5 separate regions of the Mus musculus genome follow, and regions 1, 2, 3 and 5 are each linked to region 4. A link is a contact called in public Hi-C and promoter capture Hi-C data. All regions are on one chromosome and are shown on one strand. Each heading gives the region's core, a stretch centred on a gene start, on an enhancer-like site or on the middle of the called end of the contact. The rest is flanking DNA. Distances are from core to core; before and after follow the strand shown. Region 1 holds the start of Hpf1 (histone PARylation factor 1). Region 2 holds the start of Cbr4 (carbonyl reductase 4). Region 3 holds the start of Nek1 (NIMA (never in mitosis gene a)-related expressed kinase 1). Region 4 holds the start of Galnt7 (polypeptide N-acetylgalactosaminyltransferase 7). Region 5 holds the start of Spcs3 (signal peptidase complex subunit 3 homolog (S. cerevisiae)).

Region 1 (4,628 bases), core at 944-3,443, 3.2 Mb after region 4:
TTCCAGCCTTTCTTCTATTGGGCTCCAAGGGGTACACTCAATACCAATACAAAACAAGTAATTAAAAAGATATTACATTTGCATTATAAGAAGAAATAAGCCCTTTCCTCTCCACCATGAAGGGAAGTCAGGGCAGGAACTCAGGAACTCACACTGAAACCTGGAGGCAATAGTTGAAGCAGAGACCACGGTGGAGCACGGGGCTTGCTTTCATGCCTGGTCCAGTCTGCTTTCTGATAGGACCTAGGACCACCTGCCCAGGGGTACCAAAGCCCTCGGGGTGCTGGGTCCTCCCACATCAATCATTAATCAAGAAAATGCCTCACAGACTTGCCTACAGGCAATGTGATAAAGGCATTTTCCCAATTGAGGTTCTTCCCAGGTGACCCTAGGTCAACTTGACCAAAACAAACAAACAAACCAAACCAACAAACAAAAAAAAAAGATAAAACAAAAATAAATGAAACAAATAAATAAAAACAAAAACAAAACAGGATAAGAAAGAGATGTGCTTTAATGTCTTTTTGTAAAAAAAATCTATATTTGATAGAGATTTTGAAATTACATTGTTCAAATAATGTAATTTATAACCAGCCTCAAAGATTAAAGTTTTAAAATTAAATGTAAAAAGAATGGATTCGCTTATTTTAAAGAATCTCGTTTTGTAAATGAGATTATAAAGTAGTTTAAGAGGTGCACTGGTTAGGATTGTGAATGAGATAAAGGTTAGTATGAAAGGTCATATGGAAACAAACATTCTAATCCCAAGTATGGGTTATTGGCTGTTTTCCACACTCTTGTTTCAAACAGCTCTCTAAAGACTTTAGCCTATATTATCACAGTCTTTTCAAGTATTGTTAGGTGTGCTGAAATTCTTTCAGCTGGTGTGAAACATGTACCAGATGAGTACATGAGTGGGGTAGGAGGAGGATGGAGGGAGTGCGACCTTTAGGTCTTTTATTTTCTCTTTCACTCCCGCCCCAGTTACAGCAAGGGAGCAGCTGTGCCCCTGGTTTGAAGTGCTCCTCAAAACCGGAGGAGAAGGCTCAGTGGTGAAGAGTAATACACTGCCCTTGCAGGACACCCACGTCGAGTGGCTCACTGCCACTTATAACTCTATCTCCAGAGAATCCGATGCCTTTTTTTTGCCATCTGTGGGACACGCGCTCACACACACACACACACACACACACACACACACACACACACAAATCTACAAATCTACACTCATATAACTAAAAATAAAATAAGTTTAAAACCAAGGATATGTTCCACAAAATGAGAGTATACAAATTGTGAATAAGGAAGAGAAGGGGAAGGTGGTGGAGGAGTGTGTCTTCCAAACTGTGTTCTTCCTGAGAGTCAGATTCTGATTTTTAAGCTCTGGGTAGAGCCTGACAGTGTGCCTTTTTAAACTGGCTCGGGGTGCTGCAGCTGCTCGTGGTACAGGGCTTACACTAAGCATAGCCAAGATTTGTAAAAACAAAAACAAAAAACGAATTGTATTAGGAATGAAGAACAGAGAAATGAGAAGAGAGAGAGAGAGAGAGAGAGAGAGAGAGAGAGAGAGAGAAAGAGAGAGAGAGAGGATGTGAAGATAAAGGGAAGGAAATGGAGGGAGGTAAAGAAAAGAGAAAAGATAGGTTTACTTAGTGTTAGACAATAGTGCAATAGGAAGGGAAAGGGAAGCCGGGCGGTGGTGGTGCACGCCTTTAATCCCAGCACTCGGGAGGCAGAGGCAGGCGGATTTCTGAGTCAGGACAGCCAGGACTACACAGAGAAACCCTGTCTCGGAAAAAAAAAAAAAAAAAAAAAAAAAAGAGAGAAAGGGATGGAGTGCAAAAAATTAATTCTTTAAATGAGTAGAAACAAAGAAAACGAAAAGGCTGAAGTGAGGCAGCATCTTAAAGCTATCTCTCTTGAGCATATGAGGACGAAGTTTATCGCTCCTTAAGAACCCAAATTCAATAGTCATATAGTCTAGGTTCTAGCGCACGCTGGCGCTAGGCAATGGGCGGGGCCCCGGATGTAGCTCAGGGGGCGGTGCTTGCGTTCGGGGGGGCGGGGCCACCCCAGGTCTGCGGACCGGGCCTTGCGTCCTCCTCCGTCTCAGGGGGCGGAGCCTGGTCTCTAAATTGGCGCCTCTGAGTGGCTAAGCGGCAGCTCGGATTGGCGGCTTTTGAACCCGGAAGCACTAGCGGGCGCTCGGAAGCGGCAGGAGCGCGGGCCTTGGCTCGCTCGCTGCGGCTGCGGGATGGTTGGCGGTGGCGGGAAGCGCCGGACGGCCGGGGCGGGACCGCAGGTAGGCGAGGCGGGATGCGCTGGGTATGGGGACGCTATGGGCCGTGGAGGAGCCGAGGGCCGCCCTGCGGGGCAATGGCCCGGGGAAGTCGTTCCTTTCCAGCGCCAGCCCAGTTCCCACGAAGCTCTGCAGCCAGCGGACGGACCATTCATTCATTCATTCATTCACTCACTCACTCACTCACTCACTCACTCACTCACTCATTCACTTACTAACCAGCTGATGGAAACTGGAGGAGCTGCCAGGGCGGCGAGGCACACGCGAACAAACATTTCACCTTTCGTTTTTTTTTTTGCTTGGGGTTAACGCAGGTGTGTAAAAGAAAATGCTGGAATTAACAAGCCCTGGAGTTATTAAAGACTTTTGTTTAAGACAGTCTCTATGTTGTAGCCCCGGCTGTCCTGGAACTTGATATGTAGATCAGAACTCAATATGTAGCCTCCAAATCACAGAGACCCTCTTGCCTCTGCCTCCAGGACACGAACCACCACTGCCCGGCTACTTTGGTAGCCTGACCTGGAAGTGTAAGGGATACGGGTTCTCAGATGAGTGATAGATTGGCCAGTCTGGACTCTTACATGATTTCATGGGTTCCTTAAGCATACAGTAGCTAATGGGAGAAGTTAAGCAGGGAAACGAACGTTTAACAAAAGTGACACCAGCTATGTTTTAAACTGGGTAGGGTGAGGCGATTGCTAAGGCTTAACGGCCAGTGGATGGCGAACATAGGTATTATTCTCGTTGTGTTGTGTTTTCTCACAACACCAAGTTAAAAATGTGGTTTAAAGAGAACAGCCTTGTCAGGCAGAAGCAATAAGACCAAAAGTTCAGTGTCCTCCTCAGTTACATTACAAGTTCAAGACCAGCCTGGGTTACAATAGACCTGTCTTAAACAAAGTCCAGCTTGATGACGTAGAGAGTAATAGTACTGATGACTTGAATTCAGTCCCTGAAGTCATGTGGAGTTAGGGAAGGGGACAATGTGACCAAATACGTTGTATGTAAAACCACTCCCACAGTTCTGCATCTACCCATTTGGGTGCCTTTTCCTTTTTGCCTAAGCATTTCCTGCCGCTTCTAGTCACTGTGGCTATCACCCTGAAGTTGGAGTTACCCTTGCCTTCTTGTAGAGTTTGTTGTTTCCTTAAAAAGCTTTTATGGTACATCTTGTCTTAGTCAGTATTCTACTGCTGTGAAGAGACACCATGACCATTAAAAAAAAAAAAAAGTGCCTAGCTGGGGCTTGATTACAGTTTTAGAGGTTCGGTCCACTATCACCACGGCTGGAAGCGTGGTAGCAGGCAGGCAGGTATGCTGCAGGAGAAGCAGAGAGTTCTACATCTAGACTGGAAGGCAGCAGGAAGGGAGAGACTCTGGGCGTGGAATGGGCTTTTTGAAACCTCAAAGTCTTATCTATCCCCTAGTGACACACTTCCTCCACCAAGGCCACAGTTCCTAGTCCTTCCCAGTACTGCCATTCCTTGGTGTACTCAAATTTATAAGTGCTATTCTGTTTAAAACCACCACACATCTATCTAATCTTGGGGGGTTTTCTTAATTGAACATCATACAAAGATTGAGCCATGTTGTCTAACTGTACTTCTCTTTCTTTCATTTAGTTACTGTTCCCCAGTGTTTGAAAGCCCTGTAACTATCTATTTTCCTGTTGGCTGGCATTTCAACCTCCTAAGGACAGTGCTGTCAAAAACAATTCTTACCCGATGCCTGACTTGTACATACAGTGTGTAGGCTTGGAATGACAGTTACCAATACATATGGTTGGACCCCTGAGAACATGTAGTTATCAACACCTGGGTGAGAAATGCCGACTCTAGCGGCACTGGCTTGCTGAGGGCAGCTCTCCCGCGCACTGGGCGGCGTTGAGCTGTATCCCTTAGCCTCTGCAGCACTAGGTGCCGCTGGTCCTGCTGCGGGTAGAATGTGCCGAGTTTCGCCTGGATTCAGAACCACAAGGATCTAAGTTCCCAGAAAGAAAGAGATTGTACTTAGAAAACAAGACAGATACGCAAAGTAAGCAAGTTGCCTTGGTAGCACTGAGCCAGTTTCCAATAGCATCCTTTAACCTTTAATTTGCATGGGTGCTAGAGATGCAAATCTTAGCATTACAAAGCCTTTTCCGAAAGACATGGTTTTTAGCTCAGAGGATATTCCCATATTGATCCTTAACTATACCATACCTCTCCTCTCTTTTTGTTTGGAATGTCAAAAGGAAGTTATCTGGTTTTAAGTGGAAGGGTAGTAATGATTGTGGTAAGTAGTGCAGACCTAACTATGGTTGGAGTTCCTGAAAAAACAGCTTTTTTCC
Region 2 (4,272 bases), core at 1,007-3,506, 3.8 Mb after region 4:
ACAGACAAAAAACAAACAAACAAAAAAACCCCACAAGAAACATAGAGAAACATACAAGGAAATTTAGAAACCCCAAATTAGAAACCGCAATATACAAGCAAAAGAGTAGTAAGGTTTAAAAAAATTGTTCAAATGGGGCAAGATGAGACAAAAAAAAATTCCAAACATACCAGTGAGTTTCTTTGGTGTCAGCAGTTTACTGCTGGCCTTGGCCTTACCCTTTAGTGTAGTTTGTATATTCAATGAAAGTCTGCTGGAGCAAACTAATTTTCCTTTGCAAGCAGTTATTAATAGGAGGCAGCTTCTGGGTTAAGGCTGGAAATCCATGTCCACTTCTCCCTCTTGCTTGGACCCATTTGGCTTGGACCTGTGTAGGCTCTGTGCATGCTACTACAGTTTCTGAGTTGATATCTACATCAATCCTGGCGTCTAGAAGACACTTTCTCCTTAGTGTCTTTCTTCCCCTCTGGCTCTTACACTATTTCCACATCTTTGTTATAGATCCCTGAACCCTGAGCAGACGGGTTTAATGAAGATATCCCATTTAGAACATATAGTGAGTATCCCAACCTCTAACTCTCTGCACACTGTCCAGGTGTGGCTCTCTGTTAGTTCCCGTATACTGGAAGAGGAAGCTTCTCCGGTGAGGGCTGAGTATGACATTGACCAAGGGAAATAGCAGAATGTCATTTGGAGTCTTTTTTATTGCTACATTACTTCATCAGGACAGTGATATTTGTCGTAGGTACTTCCCCTAGGCCTATTTAGTCTCAGGTTTTTGGTCACCAAGTATTGACAGGCTTAGCTTCATGGGGTGGGCCTTAAATCCAGTCATGGTTTTTGCATAAACATTGTTTATGTAACCAACAACTATTGCATGGGCATGTCACATTCAGGGCAGATTGTCATTGTAGATCTAGGGGTGTTTAGTTGAGTTGGTATTTACCTTTCTTCTCTGACAACCAACATATTTGAAGATTGTCTCCAATACCCAGTGGAACACACACACACACACACACACACACACACTCACACCACTAGCTAGACTTGATGGGTTAAAAATATGTATGGCTTTGTTTTATTACAATGAAAAACTTCATAAAACATTGGAACATGGGATTTGTAGCAACATAAATCTGGTCATTCATGTTTTGCTTAATAAACTATATAGTATTCTCTTTAAGGTAAAAAAAAAAGAAAAAGAAAAACTTTAAAATTAATGTGCAACTTTTCTGGTAGGTCCCCACCCCTCCCCAATTTAGAAATCAATACTCAGACCCGGCTTTGCCAGCTTGCTGTGCCTTCAGTCCTCACTGGCCTTTTGATTTCTGGTGTTAATACAACTTTGTACTTTAATAAACAATTTAGCCCATTAGAGTTTTATGTGAGTTAGTCCTGTTGCTCCAGAATTCTCCCTACCTCCAATAGGGACTATGGTCTACTTTTTTATTTAGTACACTAATATTCTGTCAAGAAATGTTCTCTTTACACTAGAATGCTAACAAATCATGCCATTTATTTATTTATTTATTTATTTATTTATTTATTTATTTATTATCTGTTTATTTGGGAGGCATGGTTGAGACAGAGTTCTCTGTGCAGCCCTGGCTGTCCTGGAACTCTAGACCAATCTGGTCTTCAACTCAAGAGATTTACCTGCCTCTGCCTCCTTAGTGTGGGATTAAAAGCATGCACCACCATGCCCAGCTAACTTTTTCTTAAAAAAAAAAAAAAAAGCACTCAGGATATCTTATTTAGGAGTATAGGAACCCAATATTGCCAATAATGACCTAAGCTTGCTCTTTAATCTTTACTCTATTCTGATCAGTCGAAGAGCGTGGAGGCCCATACCTGTAGATGCCAGCAGCTCTGTGGAGGCTGAGGGAGGAGAATCATAGAGAATCTGAGGCCAGCCTGGGTAACATAGCAGGTCTTTTCCTCAAAAAGAGGAGTACAAGCATTTATTGAATCCCTCTACACAGTGTTCTTTCTTTGTTGCTGTCTTTGAGACAAGATCTCACTCTCTAGACCAGGCTGGCCTTGAACAGTGATGAGTGAACAGGCCTGAGCCACCACACACGGCTTGTGCTCTTTGACAGGACATTTACCCTCATAGAACTAACCAGGCTTGGGAATAGGCATCCAGCAGCAGTTACTAAAATGCTCACAAGTGCAAGAGAGTAAGGACTACAAGTCCCAGAATGCAATGCAACCCTCGAAGAGTCCGTGTGCACTGACGTCTAATCCTCGCGCCTTGTTTTGTGGCCTGGGTTGTCTGTTGAAAGGAGAGCATACTGGTTTTGTCAGTAGCTGTGTCTTTTATTACAAGTTCTGAGTCTCAGGGATCCATCTTGCTGGTCCGCGGTCCAAGATGGACAAAGTCTGTGCGGTTTTTGGAGGCTCCCGGGGGATCGGCAGGGCGGTAGCCCAGCTAATGGCCCAGAAGGGTTACCGTCTGGCGATCGTCTCCAGAAACCTGGAAGTGGCCAAAGTCACCGCCGGCGAGCTCGGCGGTATGTACCGGAAGTGTCCTCGCCGTGCGACCAAGGTGCAAGTCCTTGAGTTCCAGTCCACGGGCCCTGCCCATGTACCCGGGTTTGCGCCCCAGATCGCTCGTGCCCCATGACCAAACACTCACAGGGGCTCTCGCCTACTCCAGGCAGATTCTAAGGACCCCTGACAAGTAGTTGCCTTCCCCGCGGCCAGTGCTGATATTGAGAGCTGCCTTGCTCTGGCCTCTGGGAGGAGAGAATGGACGCGATTATACTGAAAGTAGAGAAGTCAGATACAAATGGCTAGATTGCATTTTGCTGAGAGCTCTTGCCCTTTGCGAAGGCACCCGACAGTATTTCAAAGAGAAACTCTTGATAAGTCAGGGTTGCTTCTCCAAGCCCATCAATGACTTTAGTAAGTTACTAATTTGTTTTCCCAGGCCCTTTGATTGTATTCCTATTCCAGCCCCCCCCCCCCCAACCCCAGGTTATTAACGGATTAGTCATTGCATTGCAAGTTTAAGTCTCGTTTGGAGAAGACAACTTGAAGAATGGAGAAAAATACATGTCACTATCAGGAAAGCATTGGGTATCTTGTAGGTCTAAGAGTGTCTGGTGCCGACTATATTTCTTTACTTATGTGGAAATAGCCTTGATATGTAACTCACACTGGCTTTGAACTTGTGGATCTCGTGTCTCAGCTTCCCAGTTGCTGAGATCTCCTTACTGTGATGGGACGGTGATGTCTTTAGTACAGAGTACACTCTGAACCTGCGGTGTGGTATCCAGCTTTCTCGGACATAGGGTCTCACTACGCAGCCTAGGTTTCCCTTGGATCAGGAGCTGGTCTCTGCCTCCTCCGTGCTGGGAACACAGGGGAACACATCTGTTCACCTTGGGTGTGAACACGAGCCTCAACACCTAGCCAGTCAGCATTGCTTCCAGTTTGCTAGATACTCCACCTTGCCCTGTGGTACTAGTTACCTGTTCTTCGGCTCTCCATCATATAGTTGGTTCATCTTGATGTATCCCTATCATAAATTGAGGAGCATATATATTAATATGGTAGCTTATCAGATAGGGAATATGTTTACTTTGAAGTCAGGGTTGCTTCCCCAAGCCCATCAGTGACTTCGTGAGTTTGGTGATAGGGATCAGGGAGTTCTATGGAGCCACCTCTCTTGTCCATGCTGGCCACAACCTTACAGTAGTAATCTCCTATCCCAAAGCTGAGACGGAAGGTATACACTACCATGCCCAGATTTAATTGCAGTTTTAAAAATCACATTTATTCATTTGGTTGGATGAGTACATCTATGTCATTGTGCACCTGAGGAACTCAGAGGACAGTCTGTTCTTTCCTTTCATTGTATGGGACCCAAAGGTTCAACCCAGATTGTTAGGCGTGGTGGAAAGTGCCCTTATCAAGTGAGCCATCTTGCTGGCCCTGACCACTTTTGTTTCTAGACTTTCCAAGCTTATTTCTTCTTAAGGGTTTGAGGTGTCACTCAGAATAGCCATGAACTTGTGAGTCCAGCAAGTGCCAACATTATGGGTAGCCAGGTACCCATAGTTCTTGTGTCTAAATCTCCCATTCAAGAAAACTCCAAAGTTAAAGTTAGATTTCGATAATGTTTTATTTTATGTACTTGCTGTATCCTAGAATTTGGCAGGCAGAGGCAAGATGAGCCTGAGTTTTGAAGTCAGTCTAGGCAACACAGTAAAACCTTATCTCAAAGCAAAACAAAAACAAAACACTCATACACAAGACGGAAAAAAC
Region 3 (4,248 bases), core at 181-2,680, 3.3 Mb after region 4:
GCAGTGTCACCATCTGGCAAAGAAGCCCTTAATCTGTCCATTTCCAAGCTGGAAAGAATTATAAGCTCCTGAACCTAGAAAAGTCGATTTGGGTGTGTGGGATGGGGAAAGGATGGAAAAGAGAAATCAACTGTCTACAGATCTTAGGCAAGGTCTATGCAGCCTCGGTAGTGTTCCATTCACACGAATGGAACAATGTGGACAGCAACTATGGCTGTATACAAAGACACTATCCTCTTCCTGCCTCAAGTATGGACTTCTAGAGTGCCATCCTCTAGCTCACTGAGTAGAGCTACTCGGGATGACACCAGGCTTGTTCTCAACTGTTTCAATTCCTGCATCGAATGATTTTTAGTCTACTGTACATCGTCAGTCCCTTCAGTATAAAGTGTATATACAGTAAACATAAAGGTGTAGGACACTGTAATGTAACTTTGTATTCTAAAAATTAAAGATAAAACTGCTTCGTTTAAGTTCACGAAGTAACTGTGGATATGTGCATAAGTTCAGGTCCCGGTGCTTGCAGAAGATGCTCCTGAAGTTGTTACAGGTGAGTTAACCAGACCAAGGTTTGCGTCCCAGAACCCTGGTCTTCTGTCTTCAGAGATGAGCTGTTTGAGCCATCCCTTAAAATAACTTTTTAAAGGGCATTGTACTTAAAGAAAAATTACTTGTAAATATTTGGCATCCTCAGTTAAGTAATGAGCGCTCAAATTAAAAGTACCTTATCTGTGTACCGTGTGGGAAAAAGTTGTTAATATGCTCTCTTCAGTCTGAGTCAGATTCCTGAGCGAAATTCCCGCCTTCACTCAGCCTAATTCTTTCCGGTTTTACTTTATTCTACCGACACCCGTCTTTCACATGCTCCTTTGAGCTTGGAGTACCTCACGCTCTCCCTTTGGTGCTTGGAGTTTTTAACTCTTGAAGTTGCTCCAGTCTCCACCTCCCCGCCCCCAGTCCCCGGTGCTTGCACCAATGCACTTGCCCAGTCCTTTCTCTAGTCCCAGTACTTCCTAGCTCTTTTGGCCCAAACATATTCCAATGGCCCCGCCCCTTGACGATGCCCCGCCCCATTCCCCCGTCCCCGATTCTGCCCTACCCATCCCCGGCTTGCTACGCTCCGCTCCCAAACCGCCCTTTTTAGCTTTTACCTACCACAGGCCCCCCACTCACTGCACCCTCTCCCTAGCCTCTCTCTCCTCTAGGCCGGCCTCTGGTCCTTCACGCTCCCCGCTAGCTCAGCTGCTGGCTGAGAGCCGGGTCCCACTAGCTTTCCTATTCCGTAACCCCGCCCTTCCCCGGAGCCCCGCCCCATCACTCTTAGTCCAGCCCCGCCCCGCACGTACAGTCCGTTCGCTTCGCCTGGCCCCGCCCCCCGCAGATCCCGGCTCCTCCCCTGCAGCGCCACAAGTCGGCTCCTGCGCGCTGACGTCACACGCCAGCGACAGTGACGCGAGGGCCGTTCCCCTCTCCTCAGCAGTAGCTCTATGGTTTCAGGGCGGCAACGTGCAGCGTCCTTACCTTGAGCCTGTGCAGTTGCCCTCACCCCGGAATCCATAGTCACTGTGACGAGGCGGGAGGACTTGGGCGACAGGTAGCCTCCCAGTCCCACACGCTGCGGGTCCGCGCCTGGCCAAGCCACCTCGACCTGTGAAGTTGGGGGCGGTACCCAGCAACTCCCCCTGTGCAGCCGCCGTTTCCAAGGGGTCAGGAACCGCTGTGTTTGTTTCGTCCGCGTAGCCAGGGCGGGTCGCGGAGTACTGTGCCTGACCCGACGGTGGCAAGTCTGACGCGTCAGCCAGAGACCGGTGCCCGGTGTAGGAGTCGCAGCCTGGGCTGTGAGCGGCTGCTGGGTAGACAGACTTGCTTTCTCTTACAGCATGTCATTTCCAAAATGCATCGTGGTGCTTCTGCCTTAAGTCCTATAGGAAGACACTGCCGCCACTAGACCGGTGCTTATGGTCGCCACTGTTATTCTGACTCAGGTCCCGTGTCATTGAGGTGAGTTGCGCGTGGGAAAGCAGTGACAGGCAGACAAGCAGAATGGTGAACTCACCGGGAGTGAGGAGACCTGTATAGATCTGTGGAGTGCATGGATACTCGCCTTAAGTGTTTGCGCCTAAAGCACCTTCTCCTTAAGTTGTTAATGGGGAGGACTTGTGTATGGCTCAAGGCAATTCTTTGGTATTCTAAAAAGATAACGCTCTCTTAAGAGACGATAAACTAATCTAAGTAGATGATAAGTCACTTAAATAGATTAGATTAGATGCCTGTATATTTTAATGAGAAAAATAGCAGTTAACTGGTTACCCTAAAGCTTTCCATGGTTTGACACAATTTCCACGTGTAAAGTATTAAAAGTTTTGCCACTTTAATAATTCAGTGTAACTTTGGGAAGGGGTCTTGGGGATTGGATGACAGGAACTCATTTTTGCTAGGCAGGTGATCTGCCACTGAGTTATATACCCTGCCCAATGTTTTATTCTTCCCTGTAAGATCTCCCTAGAAGCAGAAATATTTTTACTGCCTACATAAATCACATCGGAAATGTTTGTGAAGGCTTAAAAGCCCTAGTCCATCTGAGCTTTCACGGTGATGGGCTTTGCTTATGCTGCAGTAAGTGGAGGTGATGGGCAGCAGCCAGATGGAAAAAGAAGCAGTTCTTTGTTTCTAGTTTCTAGGATCTAGAGGTCTACATTTAAAATGGCCTCTTGTTCTGGTGAAACCAGAGTAACAGATTTTGTGGGGAAACTGGTTTTTACACTGAAAAAGAAAGTCTGTCAGAAATCTGATGAAGGCTGTGGGACTTAACCACAGTTCTTTTGAGGTCGTGTTACTAATGCATTGGCACTGTATTCCAAGTAGGTTTTACCCTTCTAGAATCGTGGACATGATAGCTTTTCAACAGAGGAAGTTTCTTTTTGCTTGTTGATAGTTTCTACTATAAACTCCTTGGGTATTGTCTAAATATATTTACCAAGAAGAAAACACATACTTAAAAAATATTAGCAATTCTTTATTTTTTTTCTAGAGATTCCTCATAATGAAAAAAATAGAGAATTTTCCTTTCTTGGAAAACACATTGACCGTTTTCTACAATTCAGGTTGTCTCTATTGTTTTGGAAGAACCGTGTGTATAGATTTTGCCTGCAGACAGTACCAGAAGACCTCTTGGCATCTGTTAGAAGTAGGCCTCACCTATTCCTAATGTTTCCCTTTGGAATAACCTATCCATCAAATATCTGAAAGAGCTAATGCTTAATCTCTGTCAGTGTTTTCCTAACTGATGGAGATGCAGTTTAAAATTCCTGTACTCTGAAACTTTTAATATGTGGTTCATGTTATTTATCAAGCACTACTTACTTGAAACAGTTCTTAGAAAATTAGAAAGGTACCTATCTAATTTGACTGGAATTGAGGAATATTTTTCTGGAGCATAGTTGATATACTTAAAAAGAAACAAGATATTGTAGTAGCATGAATTTAAATGTTAAGGTGAAGTGTTTGGAAATGGAAAATTGTTCAAGGATGCCTGGTGAATAGTAGGCAGATGCTTCTGCCTCCAACCTGTAACCCCATCCTGTTCAAAATTTAAATAGGGACATTGAGATGGACCAGCAGATAAAGACACTTGCCACCAAGCCTGATGCCTGAATGACCGTAGTTCAGTCCCCTTGACCTACTTACATGGTGGAAGAACAAGCTCCCACAAGTCTTCTTAGTGTAGAGACACACAAACACACACACACACGGTCTCTCTCCATATAAACTTGGTTATTTTTGTTTTCTTTTAATTTATGTAGGAGAAACTGATTTGCTCTGTATTCTTATATCAGTATACATGGCTGATTAACATTTAATTTTGTTGTTTTGACTAGTTAATTCTAATACAAAAGATTGTAGACTTCTCAACTCTTAATTTTCATTCTTTGGAAGCAATATTATTAGTTTATTTTGTGTCCTTACAGAGGTATTATATATTTGTGGGTTTGTGTACACATAAATATGTATATAAATAAGTGGAGCTATAAATATATACATATGTTTTTCTTTTGCCACCAAATAGAGTGTTTGTTATTTGCCAACCTGATACAAATCCAGATATATCTTAGAATGGGATTCTCAATTGAAAGAATATCTCCATCAGGCTATCTGTCCTTGTGGACATGTCTGTGAGCATTTTCTTGGTAACTGGTTCTAGAGAGAGAGCTCAGTCTAATAAGAATGATGCCATCCTTCGGCAGGTGG
Region 4 (4,321 bases), core at 321-2,820:
GCTAACTTTCCAAAAGTAAAATTAATAAAGTAGATTATGTAGCTGCAACGCTGATTTTGCAGAAGGCACTTTCTTAAGAGACTCCTCCCACGGCTGCTCAGCGTCTGTGTCCAGAACTCCTAGTGTCTCCCACTTCTTCTGAGTCTAACCTGGACTCGAGGTTGTGGGGCTTGGAGGGCTCGGGGATGAGGAACTCCGGGGGAGCAGGGGGTGTAACGGTTCACCAAGCTGAGGGGGTGGGGGTTAAGCTGGGGAGGTGCGAAGCAGTTCGCGCCGCCAACTGCCGGGGCGAGCGTAGCGCAGTGGCCGGATCCCGGTAACTAAAGTTCCGAGAAGCCTGACTAAACCCTCAAAGCCGGGACTGTCAAGACTAACGCCGGCGCCGAGGGCGGCAGACGGATGCGTCCCAGCGGAGCGCGCCTCTCGGCGTCAGGCTGATGGAACAGGCAGCGAGGGGCGGCCAGGAGCCGGCACAAGTTAGGTCCTCGGCCGGAGCAGCCCAGGTAGGGCCGGGGGACTGGAGCCCGCTCCGGATCCGCAGGACGAGGGAGCACAGCGGGCGACCGGGGCTCCCAGGCGCCCCGGTGCAGGGACGCCGATCCGGGTGGGGACGTGTCTCTCCCCTGTCCGGGAATCGAAGGGACAAGGGGTGCGGGGCGAGGCCTCAGCTACACGTTGCACCCGGCTCCCGGCCACGGGAGTTGCGGAGAGGCGGCGCCGTGGGCTGGAGCCCGAGGCGGACAGGCTAGGGGCGCCCCCGCGGCGAGCACCCGGACTGGGCGGGGACCACAGGAGAGGCTGGACCGCGGGGCCTGCTCCACCGGACCACGGCGGCGGCGCCGGCATCTCGCCTCCTTCAGGCCTGCACGCGCCACAGGCCGCAGCTCGGACCAACCCCGCGCCCGCCTGCCGCCAGCGCGGGGGTCGTAGCCCCGAGTCGGACGCCGAGCAGCCTCGGCTCCGGGGAGCCGACTCTGTCCTGCGATTCCGCCCCGGCAGTCCCGGCGTTGGAGCGGCCGCCTATAGCCGCCACCACGGCCGCCGCGGCGGCCGCGGTAGCGGCAGCAGCAGCAGTAGCGCGGGTGACGGCGCTGAACCCGGGGCGGGGACGCGCGGGAGGAAGGGGCGGCCAGGGGGCGGGCCGGCGGCGGCCGAGGGGTACCCGCGGCGTAGGGCTAGGCGCCCCCGATCGGCCGGCGCCGGGCCAGCGCCACCTGCGGAGCTGCGGCGCCCACGCGGCCGCGACCCCGCCGCCCCTTGCTCCCGCCACATACACACACACACACACACACACACACACTCACGCGCGCGCGCAAAAAAACAAGTTGCAGGTCGCCTCTGCCGGAGGGGGCCAGGCGGGTCACTCACCCTCATCCTGCTCAGTGGGCTCTGGTCGTCGGGCCGCGAGGACAGGGAAGACCAGAGGACCACGAGCCCCAGGAAGCTTCCCACCACCAGCAAACTGCGTAAGATGAACCCGATCTTCAGCCTCATCTTCCTCCGGCGGCGAGAGACACACAGCCCGGCGCAGCCGCCGCCACCGCTCTCCCCTCCCTCCTTCCCCCTCCCCCGGCCCTCCTCCTCCTCCTCCTCCTTCCCCCCCCCCCCCCCCCCGGATCACTACGCCCGCCGCCCTCCCCACCGCCTGCCCTCTCCAGCACCAGATCCGGAACTCCCCTCGGCTTTACCTTCCCCTGGCTCGCCCCTCCGCCCCCTCCCCGCGCCTGCCTCTGCACTGCTCTGCCGCACCCCCTCCCCTCCGCCGGCCTCCGCAGAGCTCCGACCGGCCGGCGTGTGTAGCTTTCCAGGCTTCCCTTCTCTCTACCTGCCCGCTCTAGCTCCGCAGTACCCCCTTCCTCCACCCGCGACCGCGAGAACCCACCCCCCACCACCCGCGAGTCCCTAGTAACCTTGGAACTAACTTAACACTTTCCCCCAGGTCTGGTCTTAGCCTTTGCCCTAAGGCTCCGCTTCCTAAAGCTTGCAGATCCCCAAACTTTTATTGTAATTAGGGACCAAAACTCTGTCCTTGACGCCCGTGCCCTGCCAGGATGCTGCCGCCCGGTGCCCCTCAGGTGGACCTGCAGACGCCCTAGGCTGCCCTGCCCTTCCCGACGCCCACTGCTCAATCTCCCCAGCCAGAGGCTTGCAGGAAGGAAACCAGGAAGTCAGCCACCGCTGCTGCAGCAGTAACTCCACGTGGCTGATTTATAGCTGTTTTTTTTTTTTTTAATCTTGTTTTTTCACAGGGCTCCTTAAGGAGGTGGATTTGTAATCGAAAGGCCCAGGTGAGATGTGCAAACACCACAGAACTAAAAGAGGACTCACTTGGAAAGGCAGTATTGCCTTCTCTCTTGGGCTAATTAGAAAGCCAAGTCGACTAGCTAATTCTCACTACGGTCCCTGTTAATGGACTTGCAAGTTCCTACTCTGGGGAAAGTGGATTTCGGGCTTTTAAAACGTTCCGTACATGCATCGTTGCTTCTCTCACAACTGACTTTTCCAGGAAAGGATATTGGCAAATGTTTAGCTACACGCCTCTCCCTTGTACATTGTGCCAAAGATGTCAATCACTTTAAATCACAGTCTGCAGTGTGTGCCATACCCCTAAACTACTCAATTTGTTGAACAAATGCTTTTCGGTAGCAGGTTTAAGGATGGCGTAAATTGACCTTTTTAATCCTAATATTGCCTTATCTGCATGTATTTTGCTTTCGAAACAAGTGAAACTTGGTTAAGTCTCCCCTAGTGATCAACAGTATATGCATTGTTATTCAGATATGGTTGTCCACTATTGAGAAGATGGAAAACTGACTGTGATTATGAGCATAGCTGGGAAGTAGCCCTCATCGCTGAAGTGATGGGAGCTCACCCAACTGCTGTTAGTAGTCTAAGATGACCTTGCCACCACAACTTGAAATATGCAAGGCCAAAAAGTTAGAAAATGATAACCAGGTATTCGGTTGTAAAAGCCGGTGTTCCTCTGAGTTCTTAACATTGTTTAAGTGAAACTGAAAGTATACCTTAAAATATACGATTTTCGCCACACTTGTTGGCAGTTAGCCTTTGTAGAGAACTCTTTAGAAAATGAGAAGCTATGTTAAATGATTGGGTCAGGAAAAAGTCACACTTAGCCTCTCTGAGCCTAGGGCCCTTATCTGCCAAAATCATGATTATAATACTTCATAGTATTGCCAAAAGAGATAATTGAGGCCAAGTGCACATGCAGATAATAAAATAAAGCACAGATAATACGAATAGGGTAAGTCTTGGTGATTATGGGTATAATTCTTGTGAACGCCGCAGCTATTACTGCATGTAGAGATTGCCACTCTGAGCTGTTTCCGACTTGTTGATCCTTGGGTTAGTGGTCCCTGAAGAGAGTAAAGAGTTGCACCTAATGGGAGGGGAGATATGAAGAAGAGAAGCAGTAGTCTCTGACAGGTTATGAGGTCACATGTGAATGGTGACAGGGTTGCCTTTGCCTCTGAGGCCAGCTGGAGACTCATTGCAAAGGAATAAAACTTCTGAGCAGACAGTATGTACCCAGTGGTTCACGCCTGTCGTCTAAGCTTTCTACCGCCTGAGATTGGTGTCCGATGTTCTTTGAATTCAGAGGTTTTCTCATCTTGCCAACACATGCACTGTCTTTGCCAAACAGTATAATCATCTTGTGTTTACTCTAAAATGTTTTCAGGATTCCACAGGTCAGAACCTTTTAAGGGTTTGGTGATGTTTAAAAAATCATCACCCACATGAACTCTGCTAAAGAGGACCTACACACACACACACACACACACACACACACACACACACACACACACACACACACGGAACTGTGCCTGCTTTGGGGCTACACTCTCCAGGGCATCTTAGCCTCCTCATACTGTACCCAAGCTAGGGGAACTATTTCTAAATGTCAGTGCTCGCCTGCAGGCCTTTCTACAGAGATCTCCTTTTCAAACCTGCAGTATCTTCTGACACCTTAACATTAAACTTTATTGTCAGTTACAAAAGCCTTTTCTAGACTCTAACCTGTTCCTGTACACCAAGATATTGGCCAGGAACCCCACCTTCTACTCCCTCTCCTCCCTAAGAATTACCACTTTGTTGTGACTGCTTAATTCCACTTGCGAATAAAAAGTTACATGACATTGGAGACTTGTCTATGGAGTTTGTTGTATTCCTGTGTCAGATGTGTAGGAAGGCTTTAATATTTTTGGTGGAACACTGGAAATAGTTGGACTAAAAATACAAAGGGGGAATAAAGCTTAGAAGAGGGCTTAGGAGCACTTCACCTCTGATTGTTCTCTACCTAGAG
Region 5 (4,313 bases), core at 1,246-3,745, 3.1 Mb before region 4:
ACTCCCAGTGGCTTAATGTGGTTTTCTAGAATACAAAATACTACTTCCATCTCTGCCTAAGATCCTTCTCATCTAAGATTTTAAAAGGGCATGAAAATTTAAACACAAATTTTTAAGATTTTTCTGATGGCATCTGTATTTCCACAAAAGGAACATTTTAAACTAATTCCTACTTTATACCTGAATCCAATAATTTGCTTAATTAAAAACTGCAAATAGTTTAAGGAAGAACAGCTGGTAAACCAGTCAGACATATGCTTTGGTCAGCTGCTTTATACAACAGTCTCCTTAACCAATGATTAATAATAATAATGATGATGATACACTGCCAGGATTACAACCTGTGGCCCTAAAGGAGACTAAGGTTGCCGAGACGTCAATCTGGTGAAGACAGAGACACAAGATAAAGAGAAAATAACTCATCCTGGCTGATCAAAGAAGCTTCATTAGGCTCCATCTGACCAGACAGACAGGTGATAAAACGCTGACATAAGTTGTCATCAGTGGCCCTCTGAACAAACCACTGCAGATGCAACGTCCTTTGAAACATAGGAGGTGTTTGTTTGTTTTCTCTCCTAAGAGATGAGAGATTATTTGAGATTGAAAACAGGCTATTTCTGGGCAGGCTGAGCTCTGGCGAGTTTTTCCTTCTCTAACCAAAATGATTTAACTGTATCTTTTCTTTCCTACCTTCAACTTGCTGTTTAAACGAAGACTTAAGATATACGCACATGACTCCCAGGCTGGGGTGGAGTCATACTCCCTCTTCCCCTTCTCCTACACTCGCATCTCATTTCAAATGTACAGAAAAGGCAATGCCAGGCTTTCTTGAAGGATATCAGCTGTTATATCAAATGTGATGAATCCCAGGTCACTTCTTTCTCTAGGGCCCGTGAAGTCTTCTACATTTTTTCTAGAAGTAAAGATAAAAGTTTTACCATCCCTCACAGTATCACACTAAACGTACACAACTTGAAACAGGAAGGGCTCCTTGTGTGCAGAAGTCACACCCAAGTTTAACAGCGAAATCGTAAACTTAAGAGTAAGCTTTTGTCTGAAAATAAATATTATAATTCAATACAAGAGAAGGCAGTCAGTGGTTTTCATCTGCCTAACGAGGAGCCCTGAGAGAACACAAGGGAAGAGAAAAAAATAAAACTAAAAAGAAAAACGGAAACACAAATACTTTATGCGGAGCAGGCCACAAGATAATCTGGAACGCAGCACCTGATTATAAGCACATGCCATATGTCAGAGCCAACATGCACTTTCCACAATTATCTGAAATCCATACAACAATCCTTCCAGTGACTTTCTTCACTTACAACAAATGTTAACACCTGCGACTGCAAGAAACCTGTTTAAGATCACAATGTTTAATATGTTTCAAGTTTATCTAGGTCACCACAGAAGGTGATGGCAGGGCCGGTATCTAAGCTACGTCTATTTAAATCACCAATAGTACCTAACAAAAAGTGTTGGGGATAAAAATGAAAAATCAAAAGCAGCAGCAGTAGTAAGAGGAGACACTTACTGGTGATTCTGACAAACAAATTAGTAAACCAAGGCTAAAAGAACGGGCAGATTGTAGAGGACAGTTCACACAGAGCATACAGGAATTAAAACCACTGCGTGAAAGATAAAAGTGCCAGAAAAATGGAGGGAAATGCTATAAATAAAACAGGCAGTACGGGAAAAGAACAGTCATTTCGAAATTCTATTTTTAATGTCTCCTAAGACTTATTCAGGTTGCTGGCTAAAGAATGACGTTAAAAATAACAAGAAACTGGGATGTTTAAACCGCCCCTGTGCATCCTGCACATCCTAACTTCAAGGCAGCAGCTGCCAAGTAGTGTGTCCACGAGGGACAGACAGACGTCTTCAGGGACTGTCAAAGAGAACCAACTGGGGCTGGACGTGACACCAGAGCCACCCACCGAGGCGCCTGGATGGACACCCAGGCCAGGGGGGACTGGGGACTGGCTGAGGTCCCCACGCGCGCTTGCAGGCGGGGAGGCGCCGGGCGGAAGCGCGGGTGTGGGTGTGCTGTTGTGTTGCTCCCTCATTGGCCCGGGTGGGTGAGGGACGTGCAGAACAGGAAGGAAGGGGAGCGCTGACCCAGGCCACTCGGGAGACGACCGCGCAGGGCTGGGGTCTGAGGGCCCCGGGACGCGCGTCCGCGGAGTGGACGGCCCGCGGCGAAGCCCTCGGGGACCGCGCACACAGCCCCGGGCGGGGCCGGCCGGCCGGCCGCACTCACAGCATGATCCGCGAGACGTGCAGCCGCACTGGGACGCTCCTGTCTTTGAAGGCGGTGGTGATGAAGCAGCCGAAGGTGAGCGCCGCCATCACGCTCAGCGAGAAGGCGAACAGGGAGTTCGCGCGCGACAGGACGGTGTTCATCGTGGCGACCTTTCCCTCCCGGGCCCCGGCTCCCACACTCGCACTTCAGGCTCTGCTTCCCGCGGCCGACCAGTCCCCGCCCACCCGCGCATCGGGTGCGCACGTCCCGCCCCGCCCCCTTTCCGGTCCTCCGACGGGAGCGCGCACGCTCCCACACCCTCTGGGTCCCACCCACTGGGCGGCCGTGCACGCGCCGGAAGGCGGTGCTTTCAGTGAATCCGCCAATCATCAAAGAGCACGGGGGTTGGGCTTTGCCACGGGGGTGTGGGGGGAGACCCGCCTCCTCCACTGCTCAGTTGTTCCATGGCCTCTGTGGCTTGGTAGGGAAGTAGCATTTTGCGAGTTGACCTTCAGTTAAGTTTATAGGGACAGCGGCCCCTTAACTGTTCTGTGGTAGTCACTTTTCAAAACGCGTGGTCCCAGCTCACCTCTATCAAAGCTGGTAAAGTTGGACATTTTTGGAAAGGAGGAAAAATGAAATCAATCAGGCACCTAAATAGCAGTCAGGGACACCAGTGTTGGTATGCAGCCTTCGCACTAGACAATTAGTCAAATCCCTGTTGCTTTGCTTTCAACAGAGAACCGAACCTCTACTTAAGTTACGTGTTTTATACCACAATCCCAAATATTTCCACTTATCCAAAATAGGTTGTTGTACAACAGCTGCTGTAAACCATGAAACGGTGTTAATGAGAAACTGATATTGATTAAACTCCTCTCAGTCATTACCATGCAATTAATTTTCATACAGCATACAGGCAGGATCATTAAGAATTGCCTAGTGCATATTCTAGGCCTCGAATGGAGAGTGTAACAGAATAGACCCTGGCTCAAATAGAATAGAGCCAATAAATGAAATATGTAGCAGTTATAGTCAGAGTGGTCTTTAGATGTGTTTAAAACCTTGGTTATTCAATCTCTCGGGTAGCCACACTGTATTCAGTGAAGGAAGGTTTTAATAAATAGTTACTGTGCTGCAAGTGAGACACAAAAGTATATTGATCACTTTGTATAAACCCTACTGAGGTTTATAACTGAGTAAAGTTATCAAAATCAAAGCAGCAGCTTAAATTATAAAACAGGTATAAATACTGAGGGATGCTACATAGTGCTAGAGACAAAATGAGGAAGCCATGTATGTGGTGAGACAGAACAAATCAACCCACACACTACCTAGTATTATTACTATAGAGTAACTTAGAGAAAGGATGCCTCTTGTTACAGATGATGAGTGCCAGGATACATGCTATGAAATATACTGAACACTTAGAGGTATATGTAAGACACACCCAATAATCTGTTCCCAGTAGGTAAAGAAGTACCTGTGAAACAAAAGACTGAAGTGTACCTGGGAAAGTAATGGCCTGTTGGATGCTGTGGAGATATTTAATCTCAATTGGGGTCTTAACCCCACCTTTGATCATTCAGTTCCTGGATAAAAAGACACACACAACCTTTATATGTATATTAAACTCTAAGCAGCATAAAAGCTGGGCAGATATCCATCCTCTGTGGTATTAGAATCTACTTTCCTATCAATAACCCAGAGTTTTTACTTACTATGTTTCATGTGGGCTGCTTGTAACTCCAAGCCCACAGGGCCATGACTCCTAACCCTTGTTAACTTTCTCTTCCTCCTTTCCTCTTCTCTCTGCTTGTGCTTCTCCCAACAACAACAACACCCCCTCCCCCAGAGCCCGAGAACCATAAAACCTGCTTATGTCTCTTCTGCCCAGCTATTGGCTGTCAGTATCTTTATTCACCAATGAAATAACTTGGGGGCAAGGTCACACAGCTCACTAGGTTTAGACTCCCTCTTCTCCAAGTCTTGGGGACCCACACTTAGCATTACAATACAAGCAAATGGCCATACCTCAACAATTATAGAAAACCTGTCTGTGAATACTGTA

Evidence for each region. Promoter capture Hi-C pulls out the DNA fragments that hold promoters and counts their contacts. A called contact is a pair of places that touch in the nucleus more often than the background predicts.
Region 1: a promoter capture Hi-C map of pre-B cells shows a contact between it and region 4. The contact joins the promoter of Hpf1 here to the promoter of Galnt7 in region 4. A contact is called at or near these places in 2 of 39 promoter capture datasets (the C10 cell line and pre-B cells).
Region 2: a Hi-C map of B cells shows a contact between it and region 4, with 7 read pairs. The contact joins the promoter of Cbr4 here to the promoter of Galnt7 in region 4. A contact is called at or near these places in 1 of 39 promoter capture datasets (pre-B cells) and 1 of 484 Hi-C or Micro-C datasets (B cells).
Region 3: a Hi-C map of pre-B cells shows a contact between it and region 4, with 6 times the contacts expected there. The contact joins the promoter of Nek1 here to the promoter of Galnt7 in region 4. A contact is called at or near these places in 1 of 39 promoter capture datasets (pre-B cells) and 1 of 484 Hi-C or Micro-C datasets (pre-B cells).
Region 5: a promoter capture Hi-C map of pre-B cells shows a contact between it and region 4. The contact joins the promoter of Spcs3 here to the promoter of Galnt7 in region 4. A contact is called at or near these places in 2 of 39 promoter capture datasets (liver and pre-B cells) and 3 of 484 Hi-C or Micro-C datasets (CD4 T cells, CD8 T cells and regulatory T cells).

Annotation. Positions count from the first base shown.
Region 1 is chr8:60,888,235-60,892,862 of GRCm38.p6, forward strand. Hpf1 (histone PARylation factor 1) reads left to right here and starts at 2,194. Exons shown (of 8, transcript NM_028299.3): 1 at 2,194-2,302. The coding sequence starts at 2,255.
Region 2 is chr8:61,485,478-61,489,749 of GRCm38.p6, forward strand. Cbr4 (carbonyl reductase 4) reads left to right here and starts at 2,257. Exons shown (of 5, transcript NM_145595.2): 1 at 2,257-2,513. The coding sequence starts at 2,372.
Region 3 is chr8:60,991,763-60,996,010 of GRCm38.p6, forward strand. It overlaps Nek1 (NIMA (never in mitosis gene a)-related expressed kinase 1), which reads left to right and starts at 1,431. Exons shown (of 33, transcript NM_175089.4): 1 at 1,431-2,001.
Region 4 is chr8:57,651,485-57,655,805 of GRCm38.p6, forward strand. It overlaps Galnt7 (polypeptide N-acetylgalactosaminyltransferase 7), which reads right to left and starts at 1,571. Exons shown (of 12, transcript NM_144731.4): 1 at 1,369-1,571. The coding sequence starts at 1,494. AW046200 (expressed sequence AW046200) reads left to right here and starts at 269. Exons shown (of 4, transcript NR_040698.1): 1 at 269-503.
Region 5 is chr8:54,527,503-54,531,815 of GRCm38.p6, forward strand. Spcs3 (signal peptidase complex subunit 3 homolog (S. cerevisiae)) reads right to left here and starts at 2,496. Exons shown (of 5, transcript NM_029701.1): 1 at 2,261-2,496; 2 at 840-913. The coding sequence starts at 2,403.